Linked DNA regions of Mus musculus: regions 1 and 3 are each linked to region 2. The links are chromatin contacts, called in public HiChIP or PLAC-seq and promoter capture Hi-C maps. All regions are on one chromosome and are shown on one strand. Each heading gives the region's core, a stretch centred on a gene start, on an enhancer-like site or on the middle of the called end of the contact. The rest is flanking DNA. Distances are from core to core; before and after follow the strand shown. Region 1 overlaps Tmem196 (transmembrane protein 196). Region 2 holds the start of Itgb8 (integrin beta 8). Region 3 overlaps Tmem196 (transmembrane protein 196).

What was found. Promoter capture Hi-C pulls out the DNA fragments that hold promoters and counts their contacts. HiChIP or PLAC-seq counts read pairs in DNA pulled down with a chosen protein or histone mark.
Region 1: a promoter capture Hi-C map of pre-B cells shows a contact between it and region 2, with 4 times the contacts expected there. The contact joins the enhancer-like site here to the promoter of Itgb8 in region 2. A contact is called at or near these places in 15 of 39 promoter capture datasets (the 3T3-L1 cell line, 3T3-L1-derived adipocytes, the HPC-7 cell line and 12 more), 3 of 484 Hi-C or Micro-C datasets (bone marrow-derived macrophages, cerebral cortex and cortical neurons), 4 of 115 datasets of contacts at active chromatin or transcription factors (astrocytes, differentiating embryonic stem cells, fibro-adipogenic progenitors and 1 more) and 2 of 9 other capture datasets (adipose tissue and macrophages).
Region 3: an H3K4me3 HiChIP or PLAC-seq map of embryonic forebrain shows a contact between it and region 2, with 5 times the contacts expected there. The contact joins the enhancer-like site here to the promoter of Itgb8 in region 2. A contact is called at or near these places in 15 of 39 promoter capture datasets (the 3T3-L1 cell line, 3T3-L1-derived adipocytes, the C10 cell line and 10 more), 7 of 115 datasets of contacts at active chromatin or transcription factors (astrocytes, embryonic brain, embryonic forebrain and 3 more) and 1 of 9 other capture datasets (liver).

Annotation. Positions count from the first base shown.
Region 1 is chr12:119,962,734-119,967,792 of GRCm38.p6, forward strand. All of the region lies in intron 1 of Tmem196 (transmembrane protein 196), which reads left to right. Among named protein-coding and RNA genes, the nearest start is that of Tmem196, 19 kb to the left of the region's middle. Within about 2 kb of position 2,833, at least 2 of the 459 cell types and tissues checked have an H3K27ac peak or open chromatin away from gene starts, as enhancers often do. A contact at or near this core is called in pre-B cells, where this site is marked.
Region 2 is chr12:119,236,888-119,241,399 of GRCm38.p6, forward strand. Itgb8 (integrin beta 8) reads right to left here and starts at 1,389. Exons shown (of 14, transcript NM_177290.3): 1 at 785-1,389. The coding sequence starts at 911.
Region 3 is chr12:120,013,546-120,018,348 of GRCm38.p6, forward strand. It overlaps Tmem196 (transmembrane protein 196), which reads left to right. Exons shown (of 5, transcript NM_001294154.2): 3 at 1,203-1,457; 4 at 2,588-2,661. Among named protein-coding and RNA genes, the nearest start is that of Tmem196, 70 kb to the left of the region's middle. Within about 2 kb of position 1,851, at least 33 of the 459 cell types and tissues checked have an H3K27ac peak or open chromatin away from gene starts, as enhancers often do. A contact at or near this core is called in embryonic brain, embryonic forebrain and oligodendrocyte precursor cells, where this site is marked.

The sequences.
Region 1 (5,059 bases), core at 1,583-4,082, 730 kb after region 2:
ACTTTAAGACATTTTGATGTCTAGCAAAGGGAAAGACAGACTTAGTGAATAAGACCAGAGACAGTTGAATGTTACAGCATATTTTACCAAATGGATACCTACATGCCCTGCTTTCCTGACACAGTCCTTTCTACATTTAGTGGTTTGAGAAAATTATGGTAAAATCAGTCGTTATGTGACATTTTTATCAGAATTATTCCAAGTGGCATCTGTGAAGTACCAAAGTGATGAGGCAAGGTTTCTGCTGACTTCTTCTAACCAGAAATGTATTCATGTTCTCATCTTTCAAGAATCACTGAAATTCCTGTGCATGTGTGTGTGTGTGTGTGTGTGTGTGAGAGAGAGAGAGAGAGAGAGAGAGATCTTACATTAGTGCTCAAAATAATGTCTAGTTAAAATGATTCCAAATACCAAGTGAGTGTTTAAGGAATTTTTCCAAAAAGAGGAAGAGAATAAATATTTATAGACTTTTCACATGAGTTCACCCTTTAACCCATAACCGAGTGATATTAATACTAGTCTCATTTTTATAAAGATAATAGAAATTGTAACAATTATACATCACTTCCTTAGTATCAAAAAAGCTGTAGCTTATATCATGATAGATAGTGGAGAAATATCTACTAAAATGAATGAGAAAAAATAAAACCATGTAATTTGGTGATAAGAGACTATCAAAACTATAATAAGGTCTCATTTTCATTTAATCCACATTCCTTTTTCTAAAGATGAGGCTTAGAAAATCCCATTGACTTGCCTAGCGTAAATATGTACATAAGAAAAACTAAGGAAATCCAGGAGTTCCTGTCTGCATAGTATAATTGTTTCCCCTTAGTGCACAATTAACTGTATTTTGGTAACAAAGCCCTTCAATACCTATTCATGTTTTATGGTACATTTTCACATTGCTTGTACAAAATTCCTGTAGAGTTGGAAAGTGCAGTTGATCATGTTTACCACATAGTTTTTCCTATTTTAAAATTCAGATCACTTATCATCCATTGTCTTTTTTCTGTTTGTTTTTTAATATAACTGGTATTATAAAAGTAGCTTTTCATAAAAACAAAGCTTTAATACATGAAGGGAAGTGTAATTTCCCTAGAAAATCATTTTGACAACTGGTAGCACACTGGGTTCTACACCCAACTGATGGTCCAAAAATAAATGCAAGAAACTATGAGCATTTGGCTCTGGGGTTCATCTAAGTGATTGATGTCTACTCTTTTATTTAATATTTTAAATAATGATTTGAGTTATACACTCATGAATCTAGTTAAGAAAGAAACAGTGAGAAACAATTTAAGTAGCTTTCTAAAAGCTACAAACCCATGCTTTAAACCTCCTAATCCACCCACAGAGAAGTCACTTTAACCACACATTAGACTACCTCCTAGTAAACACAAATACAAATACAGAGGATACAAGAAAAATGAGAAAAGTATGTCATGTCAAGTTGGTGAAAGTATAGCCCATGAAAGTCAGAGAATAGCAAAGAGAATGTTGGTGCCAGAGCACAAAATGCACAAAAAATCAAGAGTAGTCTTAGTCTAAGCATTGATAACTATGGCCCTATATGATGATATTAGAATTGCATTTGTGTTAGTAAGGAATGACCATTAAATTATTTTAAAGTTTCTGAGAATAAAATCCACATGTCTAATCTATTCTTTTAATAACCATGTAAATAAGTGTAAAGAATTAGAAACAAAGAGGTTATTCCTACCTTTCTTGCTAAAATTAATGATCAGAGTAGAGGAAACACCACTGAGAATGGCAGTAAAAATTGCTGCTGTGATAAACCTCAAGGAAGCAGAATCTTCAAAATGTAGCAGGCTATGGACTGTGGAAAATGCTGAAGATAGGGTGTGGAGATAGAGACTCACACTCTGCCTGGGTTATAGAGATTGGTGAGCGTTCTGAATCAGGAACACCAAACTGAAAATCCATTTGTGATAGGCAGGATAATGAATGTTTTCAGTGGTACACCTTTTCATGAAGTATCCACCCTTGTATTATGTATCAAATGTTGTGCTATGCTTTATTGTACTAGAGAATCAGAAAAAAAAAGTCCCACGATAATGCAAAGGCTTTACCTTTTCCATTGTTTATATTATTGAAGTAGATTAATATTATCTGTTTAGTCACAATGCAATAAGAAAAGTGAGGATAGCATGACTCACTTAAGAAAGTTGATGGACACTTCCATGAAGCAACAATGAATACTGAAGCAGCAAACTGAGTCATGAATGGGCACCATTCAAATAGGGAATAAGGAGACTACAAGAAAATGAAGCATCACATGTCAGGTCCTTGTAGGAGGAAGAATTTTGTACGTTTGAAAAGCTCCAGTAAAATTCAGTAAAGGTTAAAACTCAAGAAAATGATAGCTCATTCTATAGATTGTGGTCCATATAAATGTTTTGGATATCTTTGAAATATTTTTAAACATGAAGGTAAAAATTTCAAATATCAATTGATTTGATAAGTCAAGGAAAGACTAACTTGAAACCGTTTTTGTAGCACTGATAAGAAATGCTAGTGCCTGGGAATCATGCTGAAGCAATGGAATGGATACTGGAACAAAGGTTTTGGAAATTTCCTGGAAATCATAGGAACAATGTCATGAGTTTCACTAAATATAGCATATGGGAGTATGAAGGAAGTATTGATAAGGACTTCTACATATTGAAATGAGAAAAGAGTGGATCACTGTGCTATTTCCAGAAATGAGAAACTCTAGAGGGGAAAAGGTTTCCAGTAGTAAGATAATAGCTGTTGGGACACCCAGGCAATAAAGGAGGTTTGTGAGGCAGCTTAGTGCCTTGGGCTTACTTTCACTTTCCATGCCATGACCACAAGTAGGTCTGATATGACTCTCATTTCTAGGGCCAGCAGATACTAACTAAAGAAACAAAATTTCTAATATTTGTCCTCTTTTTCTCTTACCTTACTTTGTTGTATAATTCTAAAGCAAGTACTAAACTATCCTAATAAATTCAGCCCTAGTTCACAGAGCTGTGGGGAATGAGAAACTTACAACCAAGGATAAGATATACATGATTTCTTCAACATAAAAATAAGCATAATTACCAAGATAGTGATAAATAAATTGTGAAAAATCAAAATAGCAGCCTTCTGCTGCTCTAAACACTAGCTGATGCGATAAAAGTATATATTAAAGATTTTTAAAGTGTAATTAAAGTGTAAGCTTTGTGTTGGAAGAGACAGTTGGAACTCTGACTGGGTTCAAAGGAAGACAGTGCTCGATGCATAGATGTGAAAAGTTGTTGAGAGAGGAGTAATAGCTGAAGATGCAACTACATGTAGTGTGGTTGTTTAAATATGCTTAACCGATGAAGTGGCATTAATAGGAGGTGTGGCTTTGTTGGAGGAAGTGTGTCACTGTAGAGGGGGTCTTTGAGAGCTTCCTCCTGGCTGCCTGAGGATGCCAGTGTTTTCCTGTTTGCCTTTGGAACTAGAGTAGAACTCTCAGCTCCTCCAGCTTCATGCCTGTCTGAACACTGCCATGCTTTCAGCCTTGATGACAATGAACTGAATGAACCTCTGAAACTGTAAGCCAGCCCAATTAAATGTTGTTTTTAATAAGAATTGTCTTGGTTCATACCAAAAGAAACCCTAACAAAAACATATAGTAAGAAGAATTCTCAGACTTTACAAAATTCAAAAGGATGAACAAAGGGAAAAATCCAGTAACAGAGTCCAAGGAGAGTAGGGACAAAAAGTAAGAGGTCACTGATTATCTTTAAACGTGCAACTTTAGTAAAATATGGTAATTAAAACTATCACTTTATCTTACAAATAAGTATTGCGGAGCTAAGAATAGCTCATGAATATAAAACCACGCACTTATCTTTCCATTCCAACATTTTAGCAAATGCCTGCTCTAATCCAATGAACACACAGAATACTCCAGATGGAAGAAATGAGATGGTGGTAGTTTTAAGATGAATAAAACACGTTTTCTTCCTTACAGAGCTCCAAATATATTGACATAGATACTAAATAAATGAGTCAAATGTAATACCACCCTCAAAAGGTTACTCTGAGAATAGAAAAAAAATAGATGGTATTAAGTCTGATGAAAGAATTTCAAGTGAACTCTGAAGAAAAGGTATGTCTTAGGATTTCTATTGCTGTGCTAAAAGCTCATGACCAAAAGCAACTTGGGGGAAGAAAAGGTTTATTTCATTCTCACAACCTTCAGGTTACACTCCATCACTGAAAGAAGTCTTGGCAGGAACTCAGTGTAAGAACCTGGAGGCAGGAACTGGAGCAGAGACCATGGATTGCTTCTTAGTATCTTTGCTTCTCTATTGTTTCATCCTCTGTGGAGTTCATTTTTCCAAGCTGAATCAGAATGTATTACTGATCAGTATATACTACTCACCTGTTGGCTTCTTAAACTTGCTTTGCCTGCTTTCTTTAAAACTCAGGACCACCTGTTCAAAGTAGCAATGCTCACACTGGTCTGGGATCTTCCATATTTATCATTAATCAAGAAAGTATTTCAAACACTTATAGAGGAATTTTCTCACATAAGACTTCCTCTTCTAAAATATGTCTAGGTTTATGTCAAGTTAACAAAATCAATCAGTAGGTTAAGAATGTGAATAAAAGTTCCAACTAAAGAAGACAAATGAGCATAGATGATACACTCAAGATAAATGAGATAACTTGAATTCAGTCTGACAATAGATAATGATCAGCAGACTTGTTGGCAAACTGAAAAGAAATATGTCTAAGTCCCGCTGGCAATCCAGGATGTCAAGAAAGCTACTGAAACAGGCAGAGCAAAAGGGGCAAATGCTGAAACTCATACTTAAGATGTTAGAATGCAATTTAGAAACACAAGAAATAAAATTCTTTTGTGGGTTCTTAGATAATCTAGATAAGGGCTTGTAAGGCCCTGAATGAAATGAAGACTGTTGTATATATGGAATGAATGGATCACAGTGCCTAATTTGATGGAAATTTTGTGAGAAGAGGAAAAGTCAAAAGTCTCTCCTTTTAAGAAAGGACATTAGAGTGATGAATATAA
Region 2 (4,512 bases), core at 139-2,638:
AAACATTTGGCCTCTATGGTAAATTTAATCCTTAGATTGTTATTATTACTTATTCTGTTTCATGAGTCACCAAGAATACAATGCTAACATGTTAAAGTGCCAAGCCCCCTCTCATGCACTGTCTGACTAGAAATGACTTGGGAAAGGTAGGCATCTATATCTGTTTTACAGATGAAGACAATAAAAGTTTATAGAGAGGTGACCTCTTGGTAACAGAGACCAAACTTAGGGGACAGATCATTTAGCCACAATAATTTAACAATCCCACCCCTCCGCAGGGCAGTGGCTTAAACCATGAATGGATATTCCTCAAGGGCATTAATTCATTCAAGCTGAATGTTATGGCAGAAGAAACTTGTTCTTTCTTAGACCAATAAATGAAAGACTCTTTCCTTTTATAAACCATCTTAGCCACAGGCTCTTAGTGGATGATGCTCCACCCCTAAGGTGAAAAGTTGGGGAATACAGACTATATAGTGATATCCTCAGGAAATACTGGAACCCCCAAACTGCATTCTGTAAGTACAACAGACTCTTTCCCAAACTTCAACTCAAATAAACTTTTCCCAGCACTGTGGACTATTGCTGTCACTTAGGGGTGAAAATGCCTGATACCTGGCTTCTTTATGGAGAACTTTGTTACACACCTGCCCTCCTGAAGTCTCAGCAGGACTGACCAGGACTGACATCTTCCACTTACCTGTCAGGGATGCCCAGGCCATAAGCTCTCAATACCAGCCCAAGACTTTGGGAGAAGGGAAGAAAACAAAGTAAAATAACTTACCACTTTGGCCCAGTCCGAGAACAAGTGAAAATACCCAGGCTGCCCCAAGAACCAAGGCTGGACCTCGCTGGCAGTTGTGCAGAGAGAGCAGTGCAGCAGTCAGAAAAGCCAGGGCCGAGCCGCACATAATGCAAAGCAGCCCGCCCGGTGCCTACTGCCTAGTTGCTTTCCTGATGCGCTCTCCCGACTTGAGAGCGCACCTTGAGGCCCGTGGGCTGCGAGTCCCTAGGACCTTTTCGACAGGCCGGGTTGGCCGACCCAGTTGCTCTCAGTAGGCGATACAGGTATTCGGTCCAGGGCAGCTCTCTGCATCTCAGGGCCCTTAAGGCCCTCCCAGCTCCGCACGGCGGGGCTTGCAGTCTCAACAAAAAGCACCTCCTTGGACAGCCGATGGCCCGCGGGGGCGAAGCAAGTACGGGCTCCACAGTCCGCTCCCAGACAAAGAAAAGAGCTTTTGTTTCTCCCCAGCCGATGGGGCTCTGCTGCATAAATCAGCTTAGCGAAGAGCCAAACACAATCAAACCCAAACAAAGCCTGAGGCTGGGGGGAAAACCACCCTAATGTAATTCACAGGGTGATGCTGCTTTAGTGGGAGGGGACGGCTAGAAGGCCAAGGGGGTGGGGGAGTTGCTGGCGCATCAGTCGGTGCTAGCTTCTTCCACAGGTGGGCAGGGAGGCCAACTCCACTTAGTCGCAGCTAGCAGAGGTTCAGGCGGCAGCGTTCCGATTGGCGGGAGAGGAGACACGGGTGCCAGCAGCTTGGGGAAGCAGCTCCGCGAGCTCCCTAGAAGCTCCTGTCTGCACTCGCGGGCAACCAACAAGGCATCCCAGTTGCTTACTGGGCTAGAAGGGGATGTTCCATGCACCTCGCTGGGAGGGAGCTGCGTACCCTTGTCCTTTCTCGGACTCTGTCGGCTCAGGCGTCTGGCCACCCAGAACCCTGGCAGCTGATGCGTTCTGGGATGAGAGGGAAGAGAGGCAGGCGATGGGCAGGGATGGGGTGATCTAGTTCTGTGGTCCCCCGTGGGGGCTCCCAGCTTTCGGGTGGCTGGGCGTGCTCCGAGCTGAGAGTTGCTAGGAAACCTCCCCACGCTACAGTGCTCCTTGCTTGGGTCGCCAGCAAGCGCAGTGGCGGCCCAGGACAGCAGCAGCAGCAGAAGCAGCAAACAGCTCCAGCTCGGAGTAGCGTGGGCGGGACATTGGTGAGGCATGAAGTCACCGCGGCCCACACTCGCTCTTTGTTTTGCTCACTCCAGCTCTTTTTTCTCCCCCCTCGAATCTAATAGTTGCCATTCCCATCGTTCTCAAGAATTCCTGGTGCGTAGTGGCGCAACAGGAATCGCATGCTGAGTTCTCTTTTCTCTCACCCCCTCGCCCCCCAATTCTGAGTTCCAACGCTTCCATAACGGTATAGGTGGAAAACTTCTCGCAGCTCGAGTGGCAGCATGAACCCCAACATTTCATCCTCTTGCCGCGTGCTCCTTTGTTCAGGAATCCTTACTGGCCCGCAGCTGCTGAATACAAAGTAGATTTCGGGGGCCTCTCCCCTCCCCCAACACTGCTCTCAGAGTATTCACTGCCCGCTTTCCTTGCAGCCTTAAGACCTTGCCCTGTGTCTGATCCCAAATCTGTCTGAGGTCTTCCCAGACTTTGGAGATTTAGACAAGATGTATTCTACTGTCAGATATATTTCGTTGTTCCTTTTGTAGACCCTCAGCCCTGAAAGGGGCAGCCTAGCTTTTTCCCAGGGTCTGTTTGTGGTTCTTTGGCCTTTTGTTGGTTACAATGGATCTTTTGACCTTAAACGCCACCTTCTCAGTAAAAGGAAACAAGAAGTTGCAGATGGCAGCAGAAGAGTGAATGAATACAAGCTTGCAATTCAGTTTTGCAGTTTTGGGTGAGGCTAAAGCGTTGCTAAACTGGACAGCCAAGGAAGTAGTAGCATTGCCTCTCCAGGTCTTGTCAGCGCCCTCGACACCTTAAGGAGAAGGAAGAAACACAGTTCTCTAGGTTTGGGAAAGAGCTCCTTTTCTAATTTGATACTGGAGACCTTGGCTCCTAGTTTCCCCTAGAGCCCAATAATTTTCATTGTATTGAAGTTCAGTTCGACTTTTTTTTACTAGTGGCTTACACAACACCACTTTTTTCAGGCATCAGACCCAGTCCAGCCAGGTCAAGGTGAACTATAGGGGATTTTTTTCTCCTTAATTGTTTCCGGCTTCTTATTTGGAGTAAAGAAAACAAGTAGGAGGTCCCACCAACCCTCCTCTTTAAAAAACTTCTTTCTGTTTTCTAATTGTTGACAGTGAATGGAAAGTACCTGGTTAATAAACCACAACATCAAAAACTCCCCTTTCTTCAGGTGTGGACTGTACATTGGACTAACAGTAAAGCCAGGAACCTAGTTAGTAAAGTGCCCTAGATCTGTTAAGGAGGATCATTTGTGAAGCTAAGGGGGCAATCCATACTTCAACGACTGATGTCAGTCAACACAACTCCAAGCCACTGTACTTCATTTTCAAATTTTCATTCTTTGGTTTTTCAAATTTCTTCCTGGATATCTTCATTGAGATGTAGCTACTGTAAAGTAGCTGAGATAGGTTGGAACAAAAACATAGCATAGTGAAGATATGGTTAGAGCCACTTCAGCTGGGAAGTGTGTTTATTTTCTTGAAATTATGTGACAAACCTAGGCAATGCAGCAACCCTTGAGGCATTGCAAAGCTCTGACAAAGATAACAAGTTAATCTCAATAGCATCCAGTCTGCCTTGTGAAATTACTGATACATTAATGTTTCAGTCAACCTGCTTTTACATCAGAAATGACAGTTACAATACTAAATGAGACAGAAGCTTATACAATAAGAATGGATGAAATTTTGTGAAACTGCTAAAGTATATAATTTTATATTGTTAGGTGTTCATATACTTTACATCTGAACTCAAACCTACTGTGTGAAAAGATAAAACAATGAAATAAATTTGTTTCGGAAAGGTTGAAAGTCATTCAAAAGACAGCCATTTCTGGCCACGAAATACATGCCAGAGTTTGGGGGTAGACTGCAGTTGGTAAATGTCACACAAGCATGAGGTCTTGAATTTGGATCCCCACAACCTACATAAAAAGCTTGGCATGGGACCCCCTTCCCCGAGCTCCAGAGGACCAGACGGATTTCCAAAGCTCATTGACCAGACAGCTGAATCCATTAGTTCCAGGTTGAATGAAAGAGCTTGTCTTAAAAAACCAAAAAAACAAAAGCAAAAGATGGATTGAAATTGAGAAAAGCATCCAATAAGAGAAATCGAGAAAAGTGTTCAGAGTCAACCTCTACCCACTGTCCACAGGCATGCACTCACATATGCATATATATGCCATGATACATGTTTATTGGCACACTGACAAGTTGCCTCAGTTTTGTTTCCTGTTGCTGTCATATAAATACTTTCACGAGATCAACCTAAGAAAAGGTTTGCTAGTCTCTCAATTGAAGGTGACAGTCCATTATTTCAAGGAAAAATCAAGTTGACAGAAACTTCAAAGAGCAAATCACTCAGGGCAAGCAATACCCAGGGTCCCCTCTCCTTTCATTCACTCCAGGCCAGAACATGAAAAGGTGCTGCCTACATCCAGGGGGAGCCTTTCCACATCAATGAACCCAATTAAGAAAATCCCTCTCAGACAAAGCCAATGAAGAGAATCCCTCATTCTGACTCCTTTCTCAAGTGAA
Region 3 (4,803 bases), core at 601-3,100, 780 kb after region 2:
TTCTGAAAAAGTTACGACTTATTTTTCCTGCTAGGGGTCGGTCCAAAGAAAAAGCAAAATTACTTCCAGGAAAATATAAGTGTCCTTGAGATAAAATGTGTATCAATGGGCAAGAAAGGCTTGGGTGGGGATAGTACAGTTGTACAGGTACAAAGTAGTCCATGCCTAGCATGTAAGAGGCCTAATGTTTTGTCCCAAGGACCAGGGAGAGGAGTGTAATTGGCTACCGTGTTCCATAAAATAAAAATATGACTGGGTAATAAGTTAGTACAGCCTTATAGAAGATCTATTAAATCCTATAAGGTAATTTAAACCAGTTGCTTAAAGCACATAAAGTTATTATGAAGCTCTATAAATAGTCAACTAAATTTATTAAGTATTCAAAGGATATTTACTACACAGAAAGCACATGCCGCCAAGGATCCTCTTTAGGTTGAGTTAACATCTTATCTTTATAAATAGATACTCGTGTTAAGCCAAATGTAAGATCAACAGTAAAAACCACACTCAATCAAACAACACTGTAACAGTTCACGGTGGTGCCAGAGAACAACAAAAATAATTGAATGGTGCTGGGCCAGGTTATAGAAAGTCCCTAAGATACCTATTAGAAGATATATACAAGAAAGTAATGAAGAAAAAAAGAAGATTGAGATAAATTCCCAAAGTTCACCGAGGTTGAAAATTATAGATACTTGGATGCTTAGAAAAGATAACAAAATAAAGCTGAATTTAAGTCAAAGAATCTGACCTGATCACTATTCATTCTTCCAAATGCACTAATACTATTACTATTGTATTATACAACATATTGTACAAATATCTCATACGTGCATAATACAGTTATATTGTATTAGGAATCATGCAGCTGATATCTGTTCTTCACACAATAAGCATGCATATAGGACATGGTTATTATTTTCATCTGAAACTAGCCAAAAGCTAAATTTGGTTTCCTTCAGAGTATCATAAGATATACTATTGGTTCCATTTTGGAAGTTCTATGATGTACTTTATCAACATTATGTCAGACTGAATGAAGTCGTTACTGACAGGCACACCTGTTCTACCTCCTTATAAACAAAGAAAGAGTATTCTTTTCATTGAAGGTTCACCATTCTTAGCCTGCAGCAACATCAGGCTCTATGTTCTGGACATCACAGCCTTATCAACTTTAACTTCCCTTTTCTTCTTTTTCTTAGATGATCCTCTTTTCAGCGTGCTGTATCTGTGGACTCATTGGAGGCATCCTGAATTTTCAGTTTCTTCGGGCAGTCACAAAAAAGACCTCCTCCCTGTACCCACTGCATCTCGCTTCCATGTCTTTGGCATGTATCGGCATTGGGGGCTGCACTGTCTCCTCTTGGCTCACTTGTCGTCTAGCCAGCTATGAGCAAAGGAGGATGTTCTCAGAAAGGGAACATTCCCTGCATCACTCTCATGAAATGGCTGAGAAAGTGAGTTTTTCTTTTTCATTTTGCCTCACACTGCTACCATGCAATGAACACTACAATCTAGGTGGATCAATTTGCAAGCTTACATGGCAATTTGTGGAATCACATTTTGTAATTCTGACCCTATTATATTAAGAGCAGGGGTTTTTAATTAGTTTTCTCTGCAATTCATAAGTACAGCCATTTTCAGCAGAATTTTGTAGCCTCTGTCTATTTGAAACCATAGCTCCTAAAATGGCATTTTATAAAATATTAAGCACCTTATAAATATGGATTTTTATGTATTATAGTGAGGAAAAACATAAACTAAATACAGCCTCCACTCAATAATGCCAGCTTTAGAAATCACATGAATTCTCTTTTCCAGTACATCCTTTGTGCTTATAAGTAGATGCATTTGATTATGTAAATTAGGTCCTCAAGCATAAAAGAGGCTCTTTAGTGAGGCAACAAAAAGCCTTGTCTATCAGTGAAGATATTACAATCCATATAAAGCTTCATTGAATTCTCGTCTAAACTTCATGCATATTTGTATAGCTTTGCCTGTATTTTACAAAATGCTGATTGCATAATTGTTTCATGAAACCTATTCAAACAGAAACTTACATTAGTTGCATTAAGGAGCAAACATTATAGAAAGATCTGAATGTGTTCCTATTAACACATTTAGTTTGATACACATTTTTAAATTCAGTTCCTATTACTTGATCTATTCAGGAAAAGATAAACATCTGTAAAACTCACTAAGATAATGGGAAAATTACATTTTGATTTATTTCTTGAAAATAAAATCATACAGTCATAGCATAAAAGAAATAGTAGCAAGAGTTATGCATATCATCATGTTATTTTCAAGTTAAATATTTATTTTGTTGTTCATCTGTCTTTATTTTGTATATCTATACATACAGAGAAGAGATTCTCATTGATTGTCCCAAGGAAGCAATTGTGGTCAGATTTGTACATGTCATTCAAAATAAAAGGACTTATTAGTTTTAAGTGGGTTATTAAAATAGAAGATTATTGCATATGATAGCAGCTCCTTTATATTCTGTTTTTATGCTGGTGTTATTTAGCTTTTCTTTGCATATGTTTCTTCAATATTTATTGTATAATTGTTATATTTACATTAGAGATTGAGGGCTATTGAAATAACCGACTTGCCCAGCTGCCCGGTGGTGCCCCCGACACCAGAGTTACCTACAAGGTACGCTGACTTCTAGGGAGTTACCATGTTGTAATGTTGCTACAGGAAGCACTGCCTCTATTAGAAAGCCATGGCATCCACAGATCAGTCTGGACTGATGCTGTGTGCTCCTCAAAGTATCACTTTTAGAAGGGTTACTCTGAGGAACAGACATAAACCTACATGGCAAAATCTTACAGCTTCAATGTTGGTTGAGTATTTCAAATATTCAGCCTGCCTCTAAGCATCCAAGTACTGTACTGCTTGGATGATTCACTATTCCCTTTATTCTCTGCTGCATCACAATTCTGACTCAGTACCATCATTCACAGATGAGACTTTTGTTTTAATAATAGATGAGTCTGGATAAAGACAAACTGTAATTCTATCATGCCAAAATTGCATGAACCAATAGCCAAAGTTTAACATTAATATAGTAAAATGTCTGTGTGTAATTTTTCTTTTGGTAAAATTATCTGATATTCCAATTCATTTCACATATTTCCAGTTGTTAACAATAAATATTCAAGACTCTTAGTTTGGCCAAAGAGAATAACTGGAAATGCAGAAAGTTACATTTGCAGTCCATTTAAAAGAAGTATATTTATTTATAAATGTCCAAGTATGTTCTTGCCCAGATTAGGAGTATGGTCTTATTAAATTGTAAATGCCAATTTGCAAATGAAATGATGAGACTCATCCATTTAAAACTAACTTTCGCTATTATTTTCTAATGGTAATTTTACTGTGTCTGTGATTGAATGAATTTTGTTAAGAGTATTGTTTAAATTTATAAGATTTTAGAAAACATTTTTCTTAAAATCTTACAGAAAATATTGATACCTTAGTTGTGTGAGCTTTAGGCTTTTATTTGAAGTCTTTTTAGGGAATGGAAAAGGCAACTGAGATTCTTATTTCTATGTACTTACTAAGAAGTTTTCTTTCTCTTCTAGCAGGATAAAATAAAATGTGCTTCATTAAATTTTATATTAATTTTGGGAATTGAGTTTGGCTAATTTTTCTGTCAATCACCTTTTATCATTATAAGCTTAATACCAGCCCAATTATTCCACATTTTTAGTCCCGTTTTCACTGTGCTCATCCTTAGAAGTCTCCCTGACAGAAACAAGATAGAAATGGGTAGCAAGCAGAAGACTAAGAAAACAGCTTCACTTGAAATATTTTTGCCACCCTTTTGAAAGTCAGCTTCTTAAAATACAGAATTGTAAATCTTGCATAATAGACAAATTTGCTAATATACTATCTATAATACATGTACTATGGTAAATGTGAATTGGCCCCTAATCATAAACTCAGGACCTGGGAAAGTGACCTAGATTGTAGAGTTATTGCCTAGTATCTCAAGCATCTTGTAGACCAGGCACAGTGGCACATGCCTGGGTTTCTAAAACTCAGAAGGTAGAAACAAGAGGGTCAGAAATTCAAGGCCAGCTCCAGGTACTTAGTATGTGTCTAACAAGCCTGGGCTGCATAAAGCCTTCTCTCAAAAATCAACCAAATGAACAAACAAACAAACTATATGAATTCAAGTCATCTAAGATTCTAGTATTTTCTATAGTTGCAAATGAAACTTTTTATGTTACTTCATTTTTTTGTATCTGTATATTCATGTCCTCCCAAGCACATTTCTCTGAGTCCTTTAAAAACATGCCCCAAGTTTTCATTGTTACTTTTTTACTGTAAAAGTGACCATGTCGTTATAAACAATTTTCCTGGCTAGCCATGATGGTTTACACTGAGAGTTTCAACACTCATGAGTCTGAAGCAGAAGGTTTGCAAGCTTGAAGCAACTTTGAGCTATTCAAGTTTAATTCCAGTCCGGGCTACTTCTCTAGAACCCATTCAAAACAAAATAAAGCCTAAACACAACAAGCATCTTCTCACTGAAAACCTAAAGGCCCCATGGTTTTCTATAAACACCTATAGAATGTGTTGGTATTTTGTTGTTGTGCTTGACAGAAGAGTTTGGGTATTGGGAAAACCTGGTCACTTAGGCATCTTTGTTCTAGGTTAGTACCTTCCAGTAAAGGGTTGAAGAAAGGGGGCGGGGGGAACAGGGATTGGGCATGTGGATAGAGTGAACTAATTTGTGTATATAAACCTAGGCTGTCACTTCAGCATTTTCATGTGCTACAAGATGCC